Linked DNA regions of Sus scrofa: region 2 is linked to region 1. The links are chromatin contacts, called in public Hi-C maps. All regions are on one chromosome and are shown on one strand. Each heading gives the region's core, a stretch centred on a gene start, on an enhancer-like site or on the middle of the called end of the contact. The rest is flanking DNA. Distances are from core to core; before and after follow the strand shown. Region 1 holds the start of BBS5 (Bardet-Biedl syndrome 5 protein). Region 2 holds the start of SSB (lupus La protein).

Region 1 (2,700 bases), core at 5-2,504:
AGGCTCCTGACTGTATTAAGAGCAGTTCCTTGAAGCACGATGCCCCTTGATGACCTGTGAAACTAAAGAGACTGATGATCCCAACATTCCCATCATTCAATGGTGGGACAGACACAGGACAACATTAGAGACATTCCAGTTAAAAAGTGGGGAAATGGAAGGTACAAATGAGTCACTGGCATATAAAAATTCTGACATCCATTCTGGCAAATGTTGGACTTTTATTAAATTTTAAGATCTGGGAATTAATCTTTCATGGCTCTTAGCTATGCCCTCTAGGCTCTTGCTTCTTTCCTCAGAATCATCTTTCCTTTTTCTTTTCTTTCTTTCTTTCTTTTTTTTTTTTTTTTTCCCTTTTTCGGGTTGCACCTGCAACATATGGAAGTTCATGGGCTAGGGGTCAAATCAGAGCTGCAGCTGAAGCCCACACCACAGCCATGGCAAGACTGGATCTGAGTCGCATCTGTGACTTATGCTGCAGCTTAAGGTAATACTAGATCTTTAACCCACTGAGCGAGGCCAGGGATTGAACCTGCATCCTCATTGATACTAGTAGGGTTCATTACCAATGAGGCACAGTGTGAACTCCCCATCTTTCCTTTTTCATGAAATGTAGTATATGTTTGCAGGTAACTTTATCAGCCTGCTTCCTACCAGTAGAATTTTGCTGGATTTAATAACCTCTGCCGTTTGTTAAAGTAGCACAACACTCCTGATACCAATATCTGTCTTAGATTTTTTTTATTTCTTTTTTTTTTTTTTTGTCATATTGCAGCATATGGACTTCTCTGGCCAGGGATCAGATCCAAGTCATAAACGGGGCAAGGCCAGGACCTTTGATCCCAGCTAAGGATCAAACCTGCATCCAAGCGCTCCAAAGACACTGCCTATCCAGTTGCACCACAGCAGGAATGCTCATCTTAGTTTTCTATTGCAGTATTTAACAAATGACCACATCTTAAAACAACAGACATTTTTTATCTGCGTTTCTATAGATCAGAAATCCAAGCATGACTTACCTGGGTTTTTTGCTTAGGGATACAAACTGGCTGCAATCCAGATATTTCCTGGGGCTAAAGCTTCATCAGAAGTTTTAATGGGGAAAAGATCTGGTTCCAACCTCATTCAGGTTGTTGGCAGATTTCAGGTCCTTGCACCTATACAACATGAGGCCACTGGAGTAAAGGAGGTCTCACAGCAGCTGGCTTCTTCAAGGAAAACAAGAGAGTCTCTCTTGCTCAGTCAGCTGAGATCCAGTCTTCTATAACATAGTATAAAGGAGGGAAGGATATTCCATCACTTTTACATCCCATCATCCTTTTTATATATTATTGGCTAGATGCAAGTCACAGGTTCTGCTCACATCCAAGGGCAGGGGACTATACAAGGGCATGACTCACTGGGGGCCACTTTAGTATGTGTCCACCACATGTTCCTTTGTCTCAGTTACACTCTTCAACCTGAGAAAAACTCCTCATGCCTTTCATATTAGTAGTATCCCATCTTTGGCACAGAGACTGATACACAGGAGCACCAGAGAAATTAAAGCTGCAATTATCAAGCTTTTTATCTCAGGACCCCTTCATGCTGAAAGAGCTTTTGTTTATATAGGCTATACCTACTGATATCTATTGAGCTATTTAAAAATTCACCGAATTCATTAAAAAGTAAAAATAACCTCACTATAAATGAACATGTTATATTTTCACATATTTTTCAAAAAATCTGTGAGGAGAGTAAGATTGCTTTACATTTTTGCAAATCTTTCTAATGTCCAGCTTACTGTTAAGACAGCTGTCTTCTCATTTCTCTTCCACAATCAATTCCACATCATATGGCCTCTGAAAAACTCCTCTGTATTGTATATGCAAAGATTGAGAGTTAAAAAGGCAAATAATGTTATTATGAATACACTGTGACCTTGTCAGCACCCTGCAAGGATCTTGAGGACCTCCTGGAATTCTCGGATCACACCTGGAACCACTGGTTTAAAGTGTCCCAAGCTGAGGAAAGGACGGCACTTTGATTCATTCAAAAAGTACTCATTGAGTGCCTACTCTGTGCTGGGCTCTGCTCGAAGGGAACTAGCTCCAGCAGGCCCCGTCCTCGGGGCACTTAGTAGAAGAAAGCTTAACGACCGCTTCAGTTCACTTCTGAGGGGAGACTTGAGTGATAAAGGACCGCCATGCAGAGATCTGGAGAAACAAGAGTTCCAGACAGAGAAAGAGGCCTCTGAGTCCAGCCGGGGTGGAGAGTGGGCAAAAGGCGCGAGGACTCCAAAAGGTGGGCTGGGCCAGTTGAGGAATTTAGTTTTAAGTCTAAATCTTAGCAGCAAGGAGAGATGTAGGGAATGAGTGGGGCAGCATAAGGAGGCGTGCCAGGAGGCGAGGAAGGTCGCTCATAAGTCAAGCACCCGCTCCTGAGAGCTGGCCAGCTACGCTTCCCTGAGTCGCACAATCTTGCCGAAAGCCTCAAATCGGCTTTACCAGTCGACTAGGGCCGGAAAGCGCGCAGACTACCTGGAGGAATTTTGGGCCTCGGCACCCCCCGTAGACGTCGTGACCGAGGTGGCTCCGTTGCCTTGGTACCGGCGAGACGCCGCTCGGCCTCCACCTCTGCGGACATCATGTCGGTGTTGGACGCGCTTTGGGAGGACCGGGATGTCCGCTTCGATGTGTCCGCACAGTGAGTCGCCAAGAT
Region 2 (2,700 bases), core at 163-2,662, 240 kb after region 1:
GAACTCTTTTTTTTTTTTTTTTTTTTTGTGGCAGTCCCTGGGACATATGGAGTTCCCTGCCAGGGATCCAATCCAAGCTAGAATTGTGACCTACACAACAGTTGCAGCAACACAGGATCCTTAACCCACTGCCCTCCTGGGAGGGAACCGTCATCCCTGCGCATGGATGGAGGGAGAGGGGAGGAGGAGGAGGATGGCACATTCATCCTGTTGTGCCACAGAGGGAACTCCAACAAAAAGGAACATTTAAACTAAAATTATTGTGCAAAAAATGTACTAATAGGAAAAGTCTTTAGTAGAGGCAACAGATTTCCGAACTAGATAGCATTTTGGTCATCTAAAATGACTTTTTTTTTTTTTTTTTTTTTTTGTCTTTAGGGCCACACTCGCAGCATATGGAGGTTCCCAGGCTAGGGGTCGAATGGGAGCTGTAGCCACTGGCCTATGCCACAGCCACAGCAATGCCATATAGAAGCACATCTGTGACCTACACCACAGTTCTCCTCAACACTGCATCCTTAACTTCACTGAGCGAGGCCAGGATGGAATCTGCATCCTCATGGATACTAGTCAGAATCATTTCCACTGAGCCATGATGGGAACTACTAAAATGACAAGTTTTGTCCCCCCGCCCCCCCTTTTTAAGGCCACACCTGCTGCATATGGAAGTTCCCAGGCTAGGGGTCCAATCAGTCACAGCCACAGTAACGCTGGGTCAATCGGGTGTGCGACCTACACTCCAGCTTCGGGGAACACCAGATCCTCTAATCCACATCCTCATGGATACTTGTCGGGTTCTTAAACCATTGAGCCACAACGGGAACTCCTGTTTGTTTTAAATTAATATATGCTGCTTCTCTTACTATATGTCAGGCACAGTTCCTGGCAAGGTATATATGCTTTATCACATTTAATGCTCACAACTGTATGAGATACGTGATATTTATTATTTGCTCCATTTTACATGTGAGGGATAGAGAAGTTGAGTAAAGTGCCCAAGGTCACAGTCTGTAAACTGAAGAGCCTTTATTTGAATACAGGCAGTGTGATTTCAGAATTCCAGCTCTTGAACTCTCTATTGTTATCTCAACTCTAAAACTCCGTCTTTCCTTTTTTAAAAAATTTGTCTTTTTTTTTTTAAGGGAGAAAAATCACTGAAAATTTAAATAATTTTTAAAAGGATAGCTTCTAGGGGAAAAAAACAAACATTTTAGAAAACAGAGAGCCTAATGAAGGGCTGGAAATACAAATGCCATCCAGAAATACGTAAAAAGAAACATTTATCCTAACACCCTTCAATATCCGGCGGGACTTCCTAACCCAATCTCCTCGAACGGTGGGTGGGACTCCTGTGGCCTCGGGCCCGAGGCCCAGGCGCATGCTCAGAGCGCGGAACCGGCTCCGGCACGCCCGAAGCCCCGCCCACTCTGGCCGCAAGGGCTGCCGGGACGGCCCCCATCTTCTTTACGCGCGTCGGGCATTTGGCGGCGTTGGGAAGTCCGGACGTTGCTGTCGCTGTTAGTGACCCTGTGGCGCGGCTGTGTGGGACCGGGAACTTAAAGGTGAGCAACTCCCGGTAGCTAAGAGATGAAGGTACAAAAGGGTCTGCTTTGCGTGGCGCGCGACGGCGCGTTCCCTTTCCTTGCTGCCTCACGCTGGGTGCGTCCGCCCCTCGCCTTCCTCGCGTTCGGGGCGAGCGCCGCGTGGGCCGCAGCCGGAGGCGGCGCGCTGAGCTGGTGGCGGGGCGGCGGGGGGAGGTGCGCAGGCCATCGCGAGGTTCGTTCCTCGTAGGAGCAGGGGGAGGTTTCCCGCACTTGACTGGGGCCCAGGCGATCCAATGGTTGCTTTGGGACGCGGCGCTCGCGCGTTCTTTGGACGCGGGCTGCCCGCCTCCCCCACTGCATCTTTAAGGTTTCGTACCTCCACCGCTTTCCTGTGTCGCCGAAAGCAGATGTTCGACTGTGTAAGTTTGTGGGAAGGTTGGCGTGGGTTAAACGCCGACGGGTTTTTTGGATCATGTGATACAGACTGGAGGCCGAGGAATAGGGGCCGCAGGCGTTCCCCTGGCGTCCCTCTTGGATTTTTATGGTTCTCATTGACTCACAAAAAGGCTTCGGGGGGAAATTGGAAAGTGTGGGTAAATGTTACACTTTTAGTTGTACATTCTGGGAAGGTATCTCATGAAACGAAGTTCCAAAATTGGGTAGGCCCAAGAAGTCTTACGAGGACTAAATAGTTCTTTTATCTCACCCTTTTCTTTGTAGGGGGCCCTACATCACGGTAATAGCTTAGAAATTGTGGTCGACAAACCAGTTCATAAGATTGATCATATTTTGTAAAGAAATGTTGCACCGTATGAGATTTTCCATTGTGCATCCAGGTTGTTGCATAGCAATTATAGTATATAAAATGATGCTTCCAAGAAGTGTACCAGTCACAGTTCATCGTTAGAGTTGATCAATGGCAGATATCCTTGATGAATCCTTATAAATACACTATTGAACATTGTATTTCGATGGTTTGGTAGAGCACTAGAAGCAAGTAATTTGAAGTCAGAAGACTTTGTTATTCCTAGCAAACCAACTTCACAGTTGGTATTGTCCGGGATTTTTTTTTTCCTGCAGTGTTATTGTCGGGGATGTGAAACAGGAAACTGGCTGTAAGATTAACCAATATATTAGAAAATTAATAGGCATACTC

What was found. A called contact is a pair of places that touch in the nucleus more often than the background predicts.
Region 2: a contact with region 1 is called in a Hi-C map of embryonic fibroblasts, with 1.6 times the contacts expected there. The contact joins the promoter of SSB here to the promoter of BBS5 in region 1. A contact is called at or near these places in 2 of 5 promoter capture datasets (liver and skeletal muscle) and 2 of 47 Hi-C or Micro-C datasets (embryonic fibroblasts and heart right ventricle).

Annotation. Positions count from the first base shown.
Region 1 is chr15:75,849,606-75,852,305 of Sscrofa11.1, forward strand. It overlaps BBS5 (Bardet-Biedl syndrome 5 protein), which reads left to right and starts at 1,255. Exons shown (of 11, transcript XM_005671912.3): 1 at 1,255-2,685. The coding sequence starts at 2,627. It overlaps LOC110257198 (a long non-coding RNA gene), which reads right to left and starts at 2,674. Exons shown (of 2, transcript XR_002339480.1): 1 at 2,520-2,674; 2 at 749-1,261.
Region 2 is chr15:76,087,175-76,089,874 of Sscrofa11.1, forward strand. SSB (lupus La protein) reads left to right here and starts at 1,413. Exons shown (of 12, transcript XM_001924998.6): 1 at 1,413-1,562.